Regions from separate parts of the Rattus norvegicus genome. Here region 1 is linked to region 2. A link is a contact called in public Hi-C data. All regions are on one chromosome and are shown on one strand. Each heading gives the region's core, a stretch centred on a gene start, on an enhancer-like site or on the middle of the called end of the contact. The rest is flanking DNA. Distances are from core to core; before and after follow the strand shown. Region 1 overlaps Zdhhc14 (zinc finger DHHC-type palmitoyltransferase 14). Region 2 holds the start of Zdhhc14 (zinc finger DHHC-type palmitoyltransferase 14).

Evidence for each region. Hi-C and Micro-C count contacts between places; a contact is called where the count stands out from the background.
Region 1: a Hi-C map of frontal cortex shows a contact between it and region 2, with 1.7 times the contacts expected there. The contact joins the enhancer-like site here to the promoter of Zdhhc14 in region 2. A contact is called at or near these places in 2 of 12 Hi-C or Micro-C datasets (frontal cortex and mammary epithelial cells).

What each region holds. Positions count from the first base shown.
Region 1 is chr1:48,505,227-48,510,647 of GRCr8, forward strand. The region is part of intron 1 of Zdhhc14 (zinc finger DHHC-type palmitoyltransferase 14); the gene reads left to right. Among named protein-coding and RNA genes, the nearest start is that of Zdhhc14, 34 kb to the left of the region's middle. Within about 2 kb of position 2,060, at least 36 of the 93 cell types and tissues checked have an H3K27ac peak or open chromatin away from gene starts, as enhancers often do.
Region 2 is chr1:48,469,961-48,475,779 of GRCr8, forward strand. It overlaps Zdhhc14 (zinc finger DHHC-type palmitoyltransferase 14), which reads left to right and starts at 4,314. Exons shown (of 9, transcript NM_001039343.1): 1 at 4,314-5,438. The coding sequence starts at 5,194.

The DNA of each region.
Region 1 (5,421 bases), core at 810-3,309, 33 kb after region 2:
TGTGCATGTGTGAGAACTGGGGTTGGGAACCTCAAAAGCCAAATAAAGGTTCTGTGGACATGGAGCAAGGTGGCTAGTGAGATTAATTGTATTAGTGTGCTCTTGGATTGATTGAGAGATCCTGCCTCAACCAATAAGGTGAAGGAGTGATGGAGGTTGATTCTGACCATCCACACACACGCAAACATGTGTATGCATTTATGTGTGCCTGAGTATGCGAGTACACGGGTGGAGTGGGGGGTGACTCTGAGGCTTCATTCAGACTATGCATGTAGAGTGTCGGTTGTGCCTCATTCTATTGGCATGGGACCTCTGCTAGGTCACAGTGACACTGGTATGATTAACGTGTGTGTGTGTGTGTGTGTGTGCATGCATGTACACATGTGTACACATGTGCATGTGTGTGTGCACACGTGTGTATTCTCTGCCTGGGCTGACAAGACTCCATGACAAAGTGTCACTTCTTCTAGTGCCCTCGCTCTGTCCACTGAGTCCCAAGAATTTGAAGACCTAGCAAGTTAACATCACACAATATGGGGTTCCACGTCTTACTCTTCTTTACAAAGCCAGAGAAGGGTCTTGGAGTCACGTGGTCAGTTGGATGTCAAGCCTTGTCCCTGTGGTTTAGATTTCATTTTTGTTTCTCCAACTGAGACGTAGTATGTTTGCTGAAAGGGCACTGGGTTCTCATCCTACCTGTGGCACCATCTGGCAGTGTGTCTGTGGCCAATTCCCTTTGCGTCCCTCAAGACACACATTTTTCTTTAATCTTTAATAATTCTAATACTCTTTAAGCTTTCCTCTGGCACCAGGGATCTGAGCCAGCTAGAAAAGTAGACTGGCATCCCTAATTATGAAAACCACAGTGCTTTTCTTCTCTTCCCACCTACGAGAGACAAGCCAGGACGGCTTGCACTGGCTCCCGTCACTGGGAAGACGGGAACTTGAGGAGGTGGCTGAAGGTCGGCGTTACCAGGAGGAAGTGTATGGTGGAAACACAACTGGGGTTGGGGCCTGTGCCTGTAGCTGAGATTCTTATCCAGGTCGAGACATCCCAGGCTGTCTATTCTGGGTCACCCGTCAGGATATTGATGAGCCGATTTAGTCTCTGTGATATCAGGGAGCACTTAGCATCCACAAGATCCAGGTGGCCGACAGCCTCAGGAAGCCCTCCCCGACGTCTCTCCACGGTCAATGGCTTGTTTGGGTTGACATAATCCTGAGCCCTCTAGCTTATGTTCAGAATTTTCTTTCCCCCTCTACTGAATCAATTCACTACCGAGTAAGTTCTTGACTCTCTTCTTTCCCCCTGCCTGCCTGAGCCACACTCTTTCCGGATATTAAGTATGAGGTAAATGCTTCCACACATCTCACATATCTTTGCCTGGCTCTATAACCACAGCTCCAACTTTATGACCCTTCTGAGGATTCTGAGGGCTTAATGTAGCAAATCTCATATAGAAGGCAATGGGAGAATCCTGCCAGAGAAACCGGGGTGCTATTAAGCTCCTCGGAACGATGAGGTAGCTTCTTCGCCCCCACCACCGCCCCAGCTTCTCAATCAACACTTCAACTGATAAGCCAGTGGATCCCTGCTCTATTTTCTCTGAAGTATGAATAACTATCGTAACAATTTATCAATTTTATTATTAGTTTATCAAAGGGTTTGGGTTTTTTCTTTTGTTTTGTTTTTTGTTTTTTGCAAGAGATAGGAGATTGACAGTTCTTGCAGGGATCAGTGGAGGTAGAATGTTGTTTTAAGGACAATCAGAGCCCTCCATGGTGCACAACCCATAAAGGTTGGTGAGTGAGTGGGTAATTTCAGGGCACGTGTAGAGCAGGCTGAGCATTCTCCAGGTGTGAAAAGTATTTTTGACAAAAGCTTGTCAGAGGTGAGATGGAACCCCTACCTCCCTGACCCTGCCAAGGGCTTCAGAAGGATGAACTGAAAGTAAGGCAGACATAACTCAAAGGCAGAACTAAATTCTGATCCACCCCCAACACTGAATAGCATCTTTGTGCCCACAGCCCCTCCTGTACCAGGCACTGATGCAGCCCCGACCCCCACGGAGCTCATAGTTAGCGAGACACAAAGCTGGGCGCAGATCTGAAACTGGAGACTTGCTGAAACAGCGTTACCGTTTGGTCTTTTAAAAGTACATCTTGGTATTTTTCAACCGTCCCAGTTTTCTACCTCCTCTTTCGTATCCCAAGCACTGTTCTCTCCAGGGATACCTCCCTTTCAGTGACTCGTCTGGAACACTCTTCGATTAACTTAGCTACCTTCTGAATTTTACTTGACACAGTGAGCCCCATTCACCCAAGGAAGCTTCATGCTAAACTGCGTGCTCACAGGATGTCTCCTTCTCATGAGTCACCCAGCATCACAAGGAGTCGGGTTGCTGCTGCGATGCTGAGCCTGAATTGAGCCTCCAAGGCAGCCATATTTGAAATACCAGGGAGCATTTTGCCCACCTCTTCTCATCCATGAGAAAAAAATTTCCTAGGGAGATCAATGTGGTTTAACAAAGACAGCTTCTTGTTACCAAAGACCCTGTATATTAATAGTTGCATCTCTGTGGGAGGCAGCGGTGATGGGGTGGGAGGGGTAAGGCCCTTTGTAAGACTTGACATAATTCTCTCGCTAATGCTGCTGAGATGGGTTTCGTCCACTAGGATTCCGGCTATCAAATCAATAAAAGAAACAAAATTGAGTGGAGTTGGGGAGATACTTATTCTGCAAGCATGAGGGAGGGAGTCATGTGAGAAGTCAGGTGAGGTGGCTCACACTGTAACCTTGGCATTTTGGAAGTGGAGACAAGAGGGTCACCGGGGCTTGCTGGCCAGCCAGTCCAGCCAGTCAGTGAACTCTAAGTTAAGTGGAAGGCCAGTCTCAAAAAAAAAAAAAAGAAAGACAGAAAGAAAGAGAGGAGAAAGAGAGAAGAGAGGAGAGAGAGAGAGAGAGAGAGAGAGAGAGAGACAGAGACAGAGACAGAGACAGACAGAGACAGACAGAGAAGATATAACAGGCAATCACGTGCTACACACAAAGCTAGACATGTGGCTGATGACGGAACATCTTTGAGGCAGCTTTTTCTTCTGCTCTGCACAGCTTCCAAAGTTCACAGGGGTGATGTTGCTGTGGATGGTCCTGCTAGAACTATCTATGCGGGTGCATATGTAAGAGAAAAGGCTGTACAAGCTTGAGAGCCTCCAACCTCCATGTTGAACATTTAGTCACCCTCTGAATTTATCTCCCACAGCCAGGAACATTTGCTTCAGGAATCCTCACACATGGTGGCACCTCTTTCTCGAGTGACACCGTGGAGCCCAGCTGTATTAGATACCAAAACTATTCAGACCGATTTAGTCATCACACACTTTTATTATCATCACTCCCTTAAATTTCACTCATTTGTTTACGTTTCTGTGGATATTTTATCTGCATGCATATGTGTGCATTGCATGTGCGACTGGTGTCCACAGAAACAAGAAGGGGTCAGATCTCCTGGAACCATGTGGGTGCTCGGAATGGAGCCCAGGTTCTCTGGAAGGGCATTCAGTGCTCTTAACCATTGAGCTATCTCTCCAGCCCATCATGATTAAAGGTATCTACTGCTCCTCCCACTGCTGTACATGGAAGCCAGCTCATGCTTGCCAATGGCCTGTTGTACTATTATGTTCATAGCCCTCCTCTGGGGGCAACTAGAGACAGTTTGACAGATGAGTACATGGGAACCGAGAGCCAAAGGGACACCTCTCGTATAACAGGCTTGTGATCCTCGAAAATGCCACTGTGCAGAATTCTACAGACACCACAGGGAGCCCAACAAGTGCTCCGGTGGAGGACGGCGTGGCTACAGAATACAGTAATGCAGACAGTGAAAAACTGTAGTGCTGTGGAGTGAAGGGGACATGGAATGGGGGAAGGGAAAGGCTCCTGTGAGGAGGTGATGCCCGAGAAAAGAGAACTGGGGATGCCAAGTGTGTGGGCGCATACCTGCAATCTTAGCGCTTCAGAGGCTGAGGCAAGAGAATCGCCGCGAGTTCTAGGTCACCCTGGGCCTATGTAATGGATACCGGGCCAACCCGAACCACACAGCAAAAGTAACTTAAAAAAAATGCCTCATAGAACTATATCTTTTCTCGATAAAGTGGTTTTTTTGTTTGTTTGTTTGTTTGTTTGTTTGTTTGTTTGTAGCTCAATAGTAATAAAACAGACACCAGAAGAAGGTTTCTAATTTATGGAGCCAAGTTGAGTTCCTGGCGCCCCCAGGTGAGGTCTGTGGGTTTGCAGGATAGCCTCCTCTGGAGTTCATTAGGGAAGCAGAGGACTCACAGGGCCCTCCAGGATTGTTAGACTGATCTGCATAGAACAAAACCACCCAGGGGCTCGTCAGAGCCAAGACACCTCCTTACAGCTTTGCGTGGTAATATGCCAAGAACACCTCGCCTGGTGGGTGTTGGGAGTGAATGACGGTTCAACCAACCTAATTCAAAGCCTCTGCATCTTTCACCTACATTTCAGCAGACACTTGCTTCGCATAACAGCTTGCTTGCACCCAAAACAAACGTACTTCTTTTCCCGATCAAACACCATATGCACTGACTTCTGAAGATGTTTGGGGGTGACTGCAGGTGATGAATTTAAACTAACTTTGTTCTGGGGATGATGTGTTGCAAAGAATGTTGAACAAGCGATGCCAATGGAATGTTGGTTCTGGCGGAACGGTAGGCTTGCGGCAGTAAGAAGCTCGCCTATGTGTATGCCACTTACTAATTGATTGAAGAAGAGTAAACACAGGACACTTACGTCTCACCAGTGACAATGAGCATCGATTCAACGAGGTTGGGCTCAAAAACAGCCACTGCCCTATTTTTTTTTCCTAGCACAATTTTGAATCAAGACGAAAAGAAAGAATATCAGGTAGGGAAAGACCAGTACTCCCCAGGGTCCTGGTCGTAGAAGCTCTCAAGGACACTAATGAGCAGAGTCATGATGCTGAAGCCATGCTCCACTAGGCTGTGAGCAGACACTTAACCTTTCCCTACTAACTGTTCCAGCTCCACGGGCCCAGAGACAGTGCCACCAGAAGGATGTAGATTTAAGTGTGTTGGGGAAGGGTTATAGAACCTTTGATCGATGACTGCATGGGCAGTATACTCAATACTTTCCATTGACATCTCTCCCTCACCTGATTGGCCCGATCTCCATGGAAATATCTTTCAACTTCATGCTGTCTCTAAATCACCACCACTACTCAGATCCTGGACCCCGAACCCTGACCCAGATTTTCTCCTTAGAATTATGTCTGGGTCCCCTAGCTTACCCCCACCCTACCCCTATTCTCTGTATATTTTGTAGCCACTCTGTAGCCACAGAAAGTTTCCCACATTGGCCCTAAAATGTTCTGATTTCTT
Region 2 (5,819 bases), core at 3,064-5,563:
CTCTGCATGCCATGGAAACAGAGTGCATCCTTTTCATTTCTTGGGACCTGAATTTAGGGTCCCAGGCATGGCCGTGCTTGTTCAACAACCTTAGTTTACCCAGCTTGGATAGACAGAGAGTATGGACTTATTCTGAGACCTGGAGGCCCAGAAGCAGCCAGCCAACCGAGACAGCACCATGCAGTTTCAGCTACAGCAGCCAAACGATGGTGTCTGCCCTGCTGTCTGCCACCGCTTCCTGTGTAACCGCTGGGACCTTGTACGAGCCTGCTGCTGAATGTGATTATGTAGAGACTGTAGGCAAACTCAAACGGATCGCTTACAAGATGCACGGCCTGTACTCCGCCATGATTCTGAGACGAAGGAACTCAAAGAAAGGAAGCGGTCTGTGTCAAAGGGGACCGAATCTGAAGACAGTGCAGTGGGTGACTCCGGGCTTGTCTTGAGCTGGGAAAGTGAACCGGAGAGATATGACCTAAGCAGCAAGTGAAAGAATAATGTTCACTGTCCTCCCCCCTCCCCCCCTTCTTTCTCTCTTTTGATCTCTGGCTTCCACATACACGTATACACACGAACACACACCAAAAGAGAGCATACATGCTAAAAATAGCAGCTCAACAATGATTCCCATTTTTTGTTAAATAGCAAGTGTATATACATTATATGGAATGATCACGATTCTTCATGGTGATGGGATTTTGAATAATCTATGTTCACTACATTTATGTGTGGTACCAGTTTTCAATATGTGCTAGCTTATAAACATTGAAGCAATATTTTCGGTGTCAGAGGACAGAAAATTGCTTGAAAAAAATTAGAAGAGATTTTCACATTAAAAATATCCTGCCTTACCTCATTTTGGTTTTGTGGTGTGCTGAGTGCATTTTGAAGCTAAATGTTTCCAGCCATGCTGAGAATCCGCATGAACACAAGCAGTCTCTGGGTTGCAAAGAATTAGGTCTCTGATTTTCTGCCATATTCTATTTGGAATGAAATGTCTTGAGTTTATTCCAAAGTTCCCTAGAGTTCTCTTAAGACTCTGTTCCTTTGATCTTATGCACCTGACCACCCTGAGGGCACACCCATGCTGGCCCTGAAAGGTGCACCCAGGAAACCACAAAATATCCGGGAACCTGAATGTGTTGCCTTGCACAGTGGCTGGGGTCATCCCCTACGTTGGCTGCCTGAAGGTGTTCTGAGAACTAACGAGGAAGCTTCTAGAATGGTTTGAGCTGCTCAGGTGAAAGAAACAAACCTCCAATTTTGTTTATGAAACACCCCGCTTTGTTAATGACTCCACCAAGTCAGCCAAGGTCAGAGGAAGACCACTGGCATCAAAGATATCACTAACAGTGCAGGAAAGGCTAGCTGCTGGCTTGAAGTGCCACAGATGGTGACAGCTTGGTGGCTTTACCTGAGGTGGATGATAACACAGTTAACAGAAGAGCAAAACACCTCTTAACGGAGGCATCTCTTCACCCTCCCCACTAGGAATAGTTTTAAAACAAATACTTTGTTTCTTTTTACATGGGATTGTCTGATATTAAGATAAGCAAACATGATGGATGAGAGAGGACCCCCTTACATACTTTGGTGGACAGACTTAACCTAGTGTCTATAGCCCCGATTGGTCCCCTCACCTTGCAACCTACGATTTGCTTTCTGGCTAAATAGAACAGGTACATTTGGCTGTAATGTATGGAGCCTGCTTGCTGGGAGGCTTTTCTTGGCTTAATGAATTCTGGGAAATGCCAAGGTGCTAATGAACTATTGGTAACTTCTAGGAGCTGCAGGTACTGTCTGGGAGCTGTGGAGGCTTTCCAGTGGCCAACTGGCAAGAAACTGGTTGCTGTCTTACAAATGCATTAAAATGAATTCACTAGCAACCCAGAGGAGCACGGAAGTGAATTCTTCTCCAGGTCAGGAGAACACAGCCTAGCCTACACTGTGATGGTATGGGCGGAGAACTCAGAAGACTTAGATACCTGAACCACAAAGGCTGTGAGGTACACCTGTTGTGTTTAAGCCCTCAGGTTTGAGCTAATCTGCAGCTGTGGATAATTGAACAATGTTACATCTCATAATGGTAACACTTTCCAAGAGTTCCCAGAATTGTTCTTTCTGTCTCCTTGTGTGTGGGAGGAGGATGGGCTGGAGAGTCTGAAAGCACAATCTAGATGTTCTATCATTTCATTTGCAAATACTTTTAGTATGCATCTCTAGAGGATAAGGACTTTGCAACAGTGCTAGAAGCCAGATGCCAGAAAAACCCAGTTTAGTTGAGAATGAGAGTGAGAAAGAGAATGAGAAAGTACTTTACCATGGAGCTCCACTCCCAATGCTAAGAGAAGGTGCTTTCTAAAGCCACCAAGACAATAAAGTTAACACGTGCTTTTGACAAAATAACATCTTGAGCACATCAGCTAAAGGGTGGGAAGGCATAAAAGCTTGTACTTCAAATGCCAGAGTTAGTTGGTTTGTTTAAAAAAAAAAAAAAAAGCACAGTTACCAAGCACTTAGTTGTCTCTGTTAATGTGCTTGTCTGTCATGCAGTATCTCAAATAATTCAAGGTCAATTCCAATTGTCCATTTAAGACCCTTAGCTGGACTTGGTGGAACACATCTGTAATGCCAGCAGACAAAAGGCAGAGAATCAGAAACTGGAAACTACTACAACAGTAGTGAGAACTTGTTTCAAAAAAAAAAAAAAAACCCAAAAAACAAAACAAACAAACAAACAAAAAAACACCCATCCACTCACCAAACAAAGAAAAGGTCCCATCCAGCCGCTAAGAATCGCACTTGCTTTTAACTTCTCTTAATTCCTTGTCCTATCTAATTAACATTTCTATTCCCACCACTTCCCAGCTGGTTACATTCTTTTTCTCTTTTCGCTAGCCAACCTTATCTCGCTTTGACACGGAGCACTGAGGCATGCTTTGTAATGGAAAGACAGAGCTCTGGGTTCAGTGCCATCTCTATCACTGGGCAGCTTTGTAGAGTTGGGCAAGCAGTTTCTTTGAGTTTGGTACAATAGTGCATGACAGGGTTGTGGTGAGGATTACACAGAACGCGGGCAGTGTGCAAATAACCACCCCGTACAGAGAAAGCACCTTTTCCAAAGCTGTCTTTGTTGATCTCCAAACGCCGAGCACCACAAAGCCTAGTACCTTGCCTCACCGCCTTCGTCGCAGGGGATGCAGGGACTTGTAGTTTTAGATCCTTAAGTCACGTTTGCTCCCAGAGTTGGACGACGAGAGAAGGAACTACATATCCCAGCGGGCTCCGAAAAGAAAGTAGGACTCGGAAAATCGAGCGCTGGTGCCCGGTGCCCGGTTCCCCTTTTTTTTTTTTTTTTTTTGCGCCCGGTTACCTTAGTGCATATCTCAGTTAGCGCTCCCACCCGGCCATGAAGCCCAGGGGCGCAGCAGCGCTTAGGCGGCTGGGGTTCTCTGGCGCCGGGCTTGCGCCCGTAGGTACACCCAACTGTCAAACTGGAATAGAGAGAGGCGCACTCCAAGCATCCGCTGGACCTGCGGTCCCTTTACTGTGTGTGGGCTCCACAGATGCAAGGAACCAGCAGTAAAATGAGCGCATTGTGAGCATCACTGGGGGAAAAGTAGAGAATGAAAACTGGGAAAGACAGCGACCTTTGCAAACAAAGCCTGCCACTGGGGGCTTTTAATCCAAAAGAGGGACCAGATCGGTCGCTGCTGGAGCTGACACAGATCGCTCTGCTGTCCCCCGCCCTTGGAGGTCCCGAAGTCTGGCCTGTTTCGGGCGGCTGCTCGTCACCCTGTCATCAGGCACTCCACCACCCCCATCCTCTGGGCATCATTAGAGTTTCCCGGCGTCTCAGCCATGCGTGGCGCTGGGGAGGAAGAGGACGAGCCGAGGACAAGCCAGGAAAGGTCACTTCTCCGCGCCGAGGGTACTCAGGTCCCCCGTAGTAGCAAGAACGATTTTTCGACTGGTCACGAGGATGCGCGTGTCCAGAGGTCGCAGCTGGGGCCGGGAATAATCCGGTGGAGAACCCAGTACAGGACCGAAGTCCGAGGGGAGCGCATGGCGACTCAGCACGGAGGGCAACGAACTGATCGCTGCTGGGGTGAAGGATGTCACCAGGGAGCCAGGAGCCTTTTTCCGGGCGCGCCAGGCCCTCACAGTCCTCGAGCCCTGCGCACTGGCTCGGGGTATGGGGTGTGGGGAGGGAGGGGGGACTAGGGCAGGGACCCACAGGAGCCGGTGCCCTGGCTTAGCTGGCGAGAAGGAGGAGCAGGAGGAGGAGCCCGGCCGTGAGGCGCGGGAGTCACCGCCCACCGGGCCGCGAGGAGGCGGACCTGCTCCGAGCGCCGCGCGCGCCGGGGCTGAGCCTTGCAAACAAGTGTCTGTGGCAGTGTCCCCGCGGCCCTCCGGCGGCCCTCGTCGCACTAGGCTTGGCTTCTCCGGACAGAAGGAACCGAGGAAGCCCCGGGAGCCGCCGCCGCCGCTTCCACCCTCGGCCTTAGCCCCGCGTAGGGGCCGCGGACTCAGCGCGGCTGCTCGGCTCGTGGACGCGGGGTCGCAGCGCGGGCAGCGCCCCGGCTCCTACGGAGCAGCTCCTGACAGAAGAACGCGCGTGGCTATCCCCACCCCTGGGAGGGGTTGCCGGTGCCGCGAGCTGCCGCCCAGTTTGCAGCGCTCTCTCCTGGGAGGATCCGTCACCAGGAAAGAGTAGAAACCACCTGGCCGAGGAGCAGAAGTGGCTCGGGAGGGAGCCGGCGTGGGTCCGCTGCCTCGTGTCCCCTAAGGGCGCGGCGATCGCGGACCCGCGGGCCGGAGTCCAGGCGCAGCCTAGAGCTTTCGGGTGGCGGAGCCAGGCGCACCGCCGTCTGGGTGTCTGCTGAGCGGTCCCCCGCGCCCCGCGGGGTCCTGCAGCCCCGATCCACGGGCTGGAAGCCACGGAGAACCGCTGCCGCGGACTGCGGACCAACAGTCCCTCCTGAAAGCGGATTCTGCTATGACAGCTGGGCTCTCCAAGGGGTTAACCTGGGTGTCCTCGGCAAAGTTGTCGCCGAGCCGGGAGCCCGTTTAGGGGTCGCAGCGCCGCGGCTCGGGCGGCGGCCGGGTGGCCGGCGGCGGCCGTGGCTCGGCGGGACCCGCGCGGCCGGGGGGCTTCTGGGGGTGTGCGCCCCCAGCCGGCTGCCCTCGTGGATGCCTCCCGGCGGCGGCGGGCCCATGAAAGACTGCGAGTACAGTCAGATCAGCACCCACAGCTCCTCCCCCATGGAGTCTCCCCACAAGAAGAAGAAAATCGCAGCCCGGAGGAAATGGGAGGTGTTCCCGGGAAGAAACAAGTTCTTTTGCAACGGGAGGATCATGATGGCCCGGCAGACCGGCGTTTTCTACCTGACGCTCATCCTCATCCTGGTCACTAGTGGACTCTTCTTCGCCTTCGAGTAAGTGACAGCTTCCAGATGCCGTGCTCCCCCTCGCCTTCTCATGCCCCTACTTTGATGACTTTCGTTTTCTGGTGTATGTTGTTATATAATGTCAGCCCGCTTTCCCTGTTCTCCCTTTATGGGATTTTCAGCCCCCTGAAATAACGCCTTGCAGGGCCTGGATCCTGGGAGTAAGGAAGAGGAGAGAGGGGCACATGTAAGCTGTGCTAGGTCACTGGCTCCAGAGCAGTGTCAAGAACCAGGCAGGTGGACTCTCTTGAGTTTGGAACTAGCACATCAGCCCAGGTGCAGCCTTCTGAGGTGGGGTGGGGTGGGGATTCTTAAGATAGAAATAGACTTAGTCCTTATCCCCGCCCCCGTGACCCCCACCCCACCCAC